Linked DNA regions of Mus musculus: all the other regions are linked to region 3. The links are chromatin contacts, called in public Hi-C and Micro-C maps. All regions are on one chromosome and are shown on one strand. Each heading gives the region's core, a stretch centred on a gene start, on an enhancer-like site or on the middle of the called end of the contact. The rest is flanking DNA. Distances are from core to core; before and after follow the strand shown.

Evidence for each region. A called contact is a pair of places that touch in the nucleus more often than the background predicts.
Region 1: a Hi-C map of cerebellum shows a contact between it and region 3, with 4 times the contacts expected there. The contact joins the promoter of Hoxd13 here to the promoter of Gad1 in region 3. A contact is called at or near these places in 3 of 484 Hi-C or Micro-C datasets (cerebellum and embryonic stem cells).
Region 2: a contact with region 3 is called in a Micro-C map of embryonic stem cells, with 9 times the contacts expected there. The contact joins the promoter of Hoxd10 here to the promoter of Gad1 in region 3. A contact is called at or near these places in 3 of 484 Hi-C or Micro-C datasets (embryonic stem cells and epiblasts).

Annotation. Positions count from the first base shown.
Region 1 is chr2:74,666,793-74,669,572 of GRCm38.p6, forward strand. It overlaps Hoxd13 (homeobox D13), which reads left to right and starts at 1,433. Exons shown (of 2, transcript NM_008275.4): 1 at 1,433-2,286. The coding sequence starts at 1,518. It overlaps Gm31790 (a long non-coding RNA gene), which reads left to right. Exons shown (of 3, transcript XR_374674.2): 3 at 1-99.
Region 2 is chr2:74,690,581-74,693,347 of GRCm38.p6, forward strand. It overlaps Hoxd10 (homeobox D10), which reads left to right and starts at 1,311. Exons shown (of 2, transcript NM_013554.5): 1 at 1,311-2,144. The coding sequence starts at 1,400.
Region 3 is chr2:70,560,518-70,563,422 of GRCm38.p6, forward strand. It overlaps Gad1 (glutamate decarboxylase 1), which reads left to right and starts at 1,612. Exons shown (of 17, transcript NM_008077.5): 1 at 1,612-1,815. It overlaps Gad1os (glutamate decarboxylase 1, opposite strand), which reads right to left and starts at 2,840. Exons shown (of 3, transcript NR_040496.1): 1 at 2,742-2,840.

The DNA of each region.
Region 1 (2,780 bases), core at 183-2,682, 4.1 Mb after region 3:
AGCTCCTCCGGTACTCACAACTAGAGCCTACTCTGTCCCTATGAAGTTCTATGAACTCGGACTGCGCCTGTCACCAGTCCGGACTTTACTTGGTGGTGGTGGGGGGGGGGGGGGCGGACAGAGAGAGAGAGAAGAAGAAGAAGAAGAAGAAGAAGAAGAAGAAGAAGAAGAAGAAGAAGAAGAAGAAGAAAAGAGAAGAGAAGAGAAGAGAAAAGAAAAGAAAAGAAAAGAAAAGAAAAGAAAAGAAAAGAAAAGAAAAGAAAAGAAAAGAAAAGAAAAGAAAAGAAAAGAGACGAGAAGAGAAGAAAGGACACCCCCTTGACTTGACACACTCAATTCCCTGCTGTTGGCAGCCTGGAAAAGGAAGCGAAACAAAGGTCCCTGGGAAAGTGAAGTTTTCAATTAATTGGTGTGAGTAACGGGCGGGGGTGGGTGGTGGCTGCAAAAAGCTAGAGGCCGGTATGCTGTGGGCGAGGCGCAGAAGATTCGTGGCACTCTATTGAGTGGCTTTCTCCTCCCGCGCTGGTACGGAGTCTTTTGGGCTGGGCAGGAGGAGGCCAAGCTGAAGCTAAGGCCAGCCTGGCAAAGTGACTGCCGGCTGGCCAAGAGCAGAGACGTGAACCGAACATCTGTGGACTTCCTAGTTGCGCCGATTGTCAGGCTTGCGGCTTCGAGATGAATTCTAAGTCTCTGATGCTGCCCCAAGACTGTTTCGTGAGTATTTTTGTGGGCCGATGGTGCTGTATAGGAAGGATCTACTCCGACTGATGTCCTATGTGTGGAATACTTTTACCCGTTCGTTAGGTATGTTCAAGGTAGGATGAGCTGTCTCGAATTTGGGGTGACGCGGTAGACTAAGGAAAGATGAGCAACAGGTTTTTAAAAATAGAATTGCTCTGTTTTCTCGTCATTCTGCTCATCTCTGTCCTTCATCCTCACTTTGGTGTGCAGCTCGAGGAGCCAAAGAGCAGTGGCAAAAACAACGGTTGCGGAGATGAAGCGCAGGCCTCGGCGCCCGCCTCGCAGACAGGCCCGAGATGGGCCGTCGCGCAATCAGGGGGTGGCTGCAAAGTCAACTCCTGGGTCTGGGGGAGGGCGGGGATGCGAGGTGGGCCTCCCAAAGGGCTGAAGAGGGGTGGGGACCGGGTGGGTGGGTCCAGCCGGACCTGGGCTGGGAGCCAGGCTCTCCCGCGCCCCCACCCCCACGTGTCCCGGCGCAGCCAATGGCAGGGTCCCCGGCCGGCGCCCTCGGGGCGGGAGACGGCCCCCTGACCGTCCCAGGCCCCCTCCCAACCTGAACTTCGTTTTTATAAACGTCCCGCGATGAGCTAACCTGTTGGAGGGCGGGCGGGCGGGCGGGCGGGCAGGAGGCGGGAGGCTCGCGGAGGGAGAGAGGACGGGAGGGAAAGGGCGGGAGCGAGCGCGCCGCGGAACACAGCGAGGAGGGAGGAGGCGCAGCGCGCCATGGTGTCCTGCGCGGGGCCGAGGCCGGGGCCCGGGCCGGGCCAGGCCGGGCCATGAGCCGCTCGGGGACTTGGGACATGGATGGGCTGCGGGCGGACGGCGGGGCCGCTGGGGCGGCACCGGCCTCCTCCTCCTCCTCCGTAGCAGCGCCTGGCCAGTGTCGCGGCTTCCTGTCGGCGCCGGTGTTCGCGGGGACACATTCCGGACGCGCGGCGGCGGCGGCCGCAGCAGCGGCGGCGGCAGCGGCGGCAGCATCCAGCTTCGCTTACCCAGGGACCTCTGAGCGCACAGGCTCTTCGTCGTCGTCGTCATCCTCGGCTGTGATCGCCACTCGCCCCGAGGCTCCTGTGGCCAAAGAGTGTCCCGCGCCAGCGGCCGCCGCGACCGCTGCAGCACCGCCGGGCGCTCCCGCGCTGGGCTATGGCTACCACTTCGGCAACGGTTACTACAGCTGCCGCATGTCGCACGGCGTAGGCTTACAGCAGAACGCTCTCAAGTCGTCCCCGCACGCTTCTCTCGGAGGTTTCCCGGTGGAGAAGTACATGGACGTGTCGGGCCTGGCGAGCAGCAGCGTACCGACCAACGAGGTGCCCGCAAGAGCCAAGGAAGTGTCCTTCTACCAGGGCTACACAAGTCCCTATCAGCACGTGCCTGGCTACATCGACATGGTGTCCACTTTTGGATCCGGGGAACCTCGGCACGAGGCATACATCTCCATGGAGGGCTACCAGTCCTGGACGCTAGCCAACGGGTGGAACAGCCAGGTGTACTGTGCCAAGGATCAGCCACAGGGGTCCCATTTTTGGAAATCATCCTTTCCAGGTAGGAGCAACGAAAAAAGGGGAGGGAGAAAAAAGAAAAGCCCCTATTTGGGAGTGGTTACTTATATTCCAGGCCTGACCAGGTATAATCCACTAGAAAAATTTGTTTAGTCTCTGTGATCTCTGACTTTCCCAATTAAAAGCGCCTCTGCTATGTTTTCCTTCCCGTGAAGCACAAGTGCTTTTTATCCACTAAAGTTCAAGATCTTTCGTTACCTTTGCTGCTTCCCCCTTCCTCTCCCTCCCTCCCTCTTTCCCCTTTCCCTAACCCCATCCCCCTCCCTTCCTCACTCCCCTGACTAAAGAGGTTTCTGAAAGGTGCCAGAGTTGGGTCCCCGTGTTTTCAAGTGGGGTTCCAATGACCACTGAAGCTTCTTAGAGCCCATAAACTCCCAAACACAGTAGAAGAGATTAAAGCTTGAGTAAAAGATCTGAAGTGTGTGTGTGTGTGTGTGTGTGTGTGTGTGTGTTTGAATGTATGCAACTGGCAATTGC
Region 2 (2,767 bases), core at 61-2,560, 4.1 Mb after region 3:
AAAGCAAACGCCATTATGCTAAATCTTAACTATTAATCTTATCCTTTACAAAGTCTCGATTGATTTGTTAATAAAATATCTTCCCGTTTGTGGCAACAGCGGGTATAACTCTTTAAAAACCTTCAGAAGCAAGAAAATTACCAAGTAGCCCAAGAATGTAGATGAGAATTTTATTGATCGCCCTGATTCTTCTTAATATGTATTAATAAATTCCACAACCCCTTGTACCTTGCACTTGTCAGAAACCAATGCTTTTACAAAATCCATAAAAGGAAAACATATTTTTCTTTGCAGAAGATCTAAATGACAAGTTTGCTTTGCTCTCTCCTCTTTTTATTTTTATTTTTTCTTCTGGCCCGGTTTTCTAAAACTTGTGGAGTCCGGGGATCAGAGTTTTCCCTTTTCTTTTGAAAAAAAATTTCTTTTTCCCTTCCTTTCTCTCTGCCCTGTGTTATCAGGGGAAGGAAATCTGGCTTTAGCTGTTTCTGGGAGCCGGAGAGACGCTTTCGCGAATAGGGAACGGCTGGCGAAGGATTATCTCCAAGCTAGGAAGCTCCCAGCGGCCGGTCCTCAAAGGTCAGGGTGTGGTTACTCTCAGAGTCAAGGCTCCAGGAGCTCGTGGGTGCCGATTCCCCCCCCCCCTTAGTTCTAGCAGAAAGATCTAAGGAGGGGGTAGCTACGGGCTGGAACCATCATCCGAGCTTCGGGTTTGCCCAGCTGCGTGGTGGCCTCTCGACCCTCGGGGCCCTATTCGCCAGTGCTTCCCCGACACCTTGGTCCAATCTTTGCACTGAAGATTTTCACACAGCCCCCTTTGGAACCCTAGGGAGGGATGTTTCCGAACTAGAGAAATCGGACTCACCTTCCTGGCTGCCCAGTACTAAATTAACCAGCCCGCGCCCCTATCCCTTCCTGGGAACCGGCCCTCTTGGGCGCGTTCTGCCTGGGTATGTGCAGGGAGAGCGCTTCTGTGAGCAGGCGCCACAGCGCTCTGACTTTCCTCAGTACGCGTGTCCTCCCGGAGGCCCCTCGAATCAAGCCTTTCCTTCCGCTGGCGGGGCCCGGTGGCCGGGTGGGGGACTCGAGTGGGGCAGGCCGGCCGGCCAAACAAGCCCCGGGAGACAGGCTGGCCGGCAGCAGAGCTCTGGGCCGGTTGTCTCCAACGCGCACTATCACAGGCGCTTAGTAGATGTCGCTGTTGTCCGTGCTTACGCGGCCAGCCGGCCGGGCTGGGGAACACGTGACCTGCAAGGAGGCTGCGGCTCAAGGCCATTTTCAAATCTCATTGGCTTGGTTGTCATGTGGTCGGCAGAGGCATCCACAATTACACCGGGAATGTTTTCCTAGCGATGTCAGCCTACAAAGGACACAATCTCTCTTCTTCAAATTCCTCCCCAAAATGTCCTTTCCCAACAGCTCTCCTGCTGCTAATACTTTTTTAGTAGATTCCTTGATCAGTGCCTGCAGGAGTGACAGTTTTTATTCGAGCAGCGCCAGCATGTACATGCCACCACCTAGCGCAGACATGGGGACCTATGGAATGCAAACCTGTGGACTGCTCCCGTCTTTGGCCAAAAGAGAAGTGAACCACCAAAATATGGGTATGAATGTACATCCTTATATACCTCAAGTAGACAGTTGGACAGACCCGAACAGATCTTGTCGAATAGAGCAACCTGTTACACAGCAAGTCCCCACTTGCTCATTCACCGCCAACATTAAAGAAGAATCCAATTGCTGCATGTATTCTGATAAGCGCAACAAACTCATTTCTGCCGAGGTCCCTTCGTACCAGAGGCTGGTCCCCGAGTCTTGTCCTGTTGAGAACCCCGAGGTTCCTGTCCCTGGATATTTTAGACTGAGTCAGACCTACGCCACCGGGAAAACCCAAGAGTACAATAACAGCCCCGAAGGCAGCTCCACTGTCATGCTCCAGCTCAACCCTCGTGGCGCGGCCAAGCCGCAGCTCTCGGCTGCCCAGCTGCAGATGGAAAAGAAGATGAACGAAAGCGCGAGCGGCCAGGAGCCCACTAAAGTCTCCCAAGTGGAGAGCCCCGAGGCCAAAGGCGGCCTTCCAGAAGACAGGAGCTGCCTGGCTGAGGTTTCCGTGTCCAGTCCCGAAGTGCAGGAGAAGGAAAGCAAAGGTCGGTATGAACAGAGTTGCCACCCCAGCGGGGCGTGCAGTCCGGTAAAACCTCGAAAAGGGAGCGCTCGGGTGCCCAGAGCAGAGCCCGGGCAGCGGAGCCCAGAGCCCATACTCCGCAGGTGCTGCTCCACCCGGCTTTTAGAAGGGATATCCCTGCCTTGAAAGGGTCGGGGCTTCTCTCCCGCTGCTCCGGCCAGACCTGGCCCCAAGCTGATGGCGCCTGGGCAGAGGACAGGCTTGCCGGGTTTATCAGTCTTGAGCCAGATCCGAAATACAACAAAAGAGCTAAAAGGAGACCAGCCGTTTGTAAACAGGGCTCCAGTGCCCGCTTTTCTTTGGCTCAGATTTGCAGCCCTAGTTTTTGCCTTGAACCCAGGGATCATTTTAAGGTAGCCTAAGACACCGTGTTTGTGTTCAAGGGTTTGCACCCCGCATCCTGCGATCTAAGAGGGAAAGGAAATGGTTTGGCCTGTTGGTGCTTGGGTGGGGAAGCAGAGGTAACCTTGGCTTTGTCTGGCGAAAGTGCCGCAGGCTTTGCAATCTTCTACAAAGGGGGCAAAGGCGGAGGAGGGGGAGAACAGATCTGCATTGCCCACCTAGGGCTGGGGTAATGCAAAGAAC
Region 3 (2,905 bases), core at 362-2,861:
TGCGTGGTTTGAGGGGCCATTTCCTTCGTGAAACACACACACACACACACACACACACACACATACATACCTAACAGGATCGCAGGGGAACTTCTGTTCCAACTCAGCTCAGCCCACCCTTCGGGTGCTTTTTGTTTTTAAAATGTGCGGGGGCTTTTATGTGAGGCCCAGAGAAAACAGCAATGTTCTCTTTGGTCGCAAGGAGCAGCTTAGTTACTTCAATCCCTTTTGTTGATCAGACCGTATCCTCCCAGCCCTGAGGCTTCCAGCTCCCTCACGAAAATTTCGGTGATTTATACTATTTGTTTTTGATGTTTCCGTTGAGTGGTGATGAAAGTCGCTAAGATGGTCACAAAAAAAGAGACAGGCCTGGGATAAACCATCGAAGACCCAGAGGTGCACATGAATAAACCGGTCTGCTGCTCCACAATATGAGGGAAATCTCTATGAAAACGAGTAAAGCGATCATAGAGTACTCCCCATCACTCAGACAGGCCCAAAAATCCAGTTTGTTTTGCCCCTAAAGGATGAGAAACGGAGGGAGAGGAAAAAGAAAGCCAGGAGGTAGCGGCGAGAAGGCTAGAAGAGGCCGGCCGTTACAGAGCCTTTCGGGCATCTCCAGGTGTTGTCTAGGGCGCACCAGGGAAAAGGCCGCCAGCACGGGGTCTCTGTGTGTTTGGCGCCCTCTGGTGGAAATTTTTTCCAATACCGCCTTTTTATGGTGGGGGACTTCACCCCGCTCAGTAATGTGCTTAAATATTGCCAAGAGAGAATCATTGAACAGCGTGAAACTGAAAAGAAGCGAGGAGAGCGGGCCAAGACACGGAGTGCCGTCCTGGCTTCCCGGAGCCACCCTCCATGCTCTGCTGCCCCAGGCGTGTGGAGCGGCACTCGTGCGTGTTATTAACCTTCAGACATGATCAATTACGAAGATTTCTTTTACCCCTCTCCAGGGAGAGGGCTCAGAGAAAGGGAAATAGACCCCTTGCCTCTTGTGGTGCCAGGTAGCTGTGTTCGAACGAGGTAGTGTGGAGATGGACTGGAAGAAGAAACGGGAGTGCAGAAACTCCAGGGTCTGTCTGGGTGGTCCCCTCATCTCCGCTTTGCCTGTACAGCCATACTGGCTCAGTAGAGCGCTCCCTAGGACACCACCCAGAGAAAACCTTCTGGAATCGCCAATCCAGGACAACCACAGGAGATTGATCAAGGCAAAGCAAATATTCTAGTCTTCTCCAAGATACGGGATGGAGGGCTAGGAAGAGGGGAAGGAAGAATCACCCAGTGAGACAAAATTCTTCGTAGGAATTATATTTTCCCTTGCCCTCACCCAACATCGCCTATCTCAAAAATAATTTAAAAACAAAAAACAAACAAACAAACAAAAAACAGAGCGTGCTGAGTGCATTCTGGATTACTCATAGGACTTTGTCACACACACCCTCCTTTCTGGTCGCAAACCCGTGAGCTGGATTTATAATCGCCCTACAAAGCTCCAGAGGCAGTCAGACACCTGCAAAGGAGCCCCAGCGCTCCGCGGACGAGCTGCCCCCGCGAGCAACGGCCTCGTGATTCCCCCCGCCGAGCGGGTCCCCGCCTCCCCACTCCGCCCCCGCCTCCCCCAAGCCCAGCGGCCGCCTCTCCGGATCTCTCCCTTCTTCAGGCTCTCCCGTGCCGGACCAGGGATCGTGCAAGCAAGGAAGCAGCCCTGGGGTGACACCCAGCACGTACTCCTGTGACAGAGCCGAGCCCAGCCCAGCCCCGGGACGCTTCGCAGAGGAGTCGCGGGAGGGTCCAGCTCGCTGTCGCTGAACCGAGGTGGGTAAATACCGGATCGCCCGGACTTGCCAGAGCCCCGCCTCGGTTATTCAACCCGGTGCCCTCAGCCTGCGGCTTCTTGTCCAGCCCTTTGCCTCACCCCACCAGCACGCGCCTGTCGCCCACCTTCCACAGCCGAGTGCTTCCCGCCAGTCCTGTCGCAGCTGTGGTTTGGCGCACCCATCCCCTACCCTCCTCGCTCTTGAAACCCTTATCAATTTCATTCGGGAGGACACATAAGGGCTGAAGTGACCCCAGAGCCATTTTTTGCCTGCGCTTGGGGGATCGGAGCTCACGGCTGTCGGATACGCGCCTGGGTAGCAGCGGCAGAAGGTGCGAGGAGCGATAACCTGTTACTTCCCCAGCACCCGCGTCCCACCGCCGCCCGCGGAGCTGCGAGAGCGCGCGGAGGTTGCGGGGGGGGGGGGGGACAGATGCTCGGCCCGAGGGACGACACGCAAAAGGCGGCTGGTGGGCTGCGCTCTGCGGGGTCTTAGATTTACCCAGATTACCGTTCTCCTCCCTCTCCTCTCATTCTTTCGCCCGCTCCTTCTCCCCATCTCTTCCTCTTCTCTCGCCCTCTCTCCCTCACTCTGTCCACGAACAAACACCAAATAGGGGAACCGCGCACTCTTCTATCCGAGGTCTCTTGCGCCCTAGGCGCAAATTCGCCACCGGGTGACGGTCTCCTTTTTACCCTCTGCCACCTTCTCTGGCTCAGTGAAACGAACTCTGGGGACTAGGTAGAGTAGAAACAGTGAATCTGGGACGGAGCCTCGCTCTAGGGTTGAGAAAGCTAGAAACGAGGTGGGACAAGAAACTGATCAGCAAGGCTTCGACACGCTGCCTTTTGGCTGTCTGGAGTGCAAGGTGACTGATTCTTAGCGGGTCAAGTCCTGAGGGGCGGAGGACCTATTTCTTCTCACCTTGTCTCACCAAAGTCCCTGTCCCCGGCGCTGTGAGCCTCCTTCTTTCCAAGGAATTGGCCAGACACAACAACGGGAGCCAGACACCGAACCAGACGTGCCCGCCCCGCACGCCCTCCCCCCTCCTCTTCTGCCCGTTCACCAGGCTGCTGGGAGCCCAATGG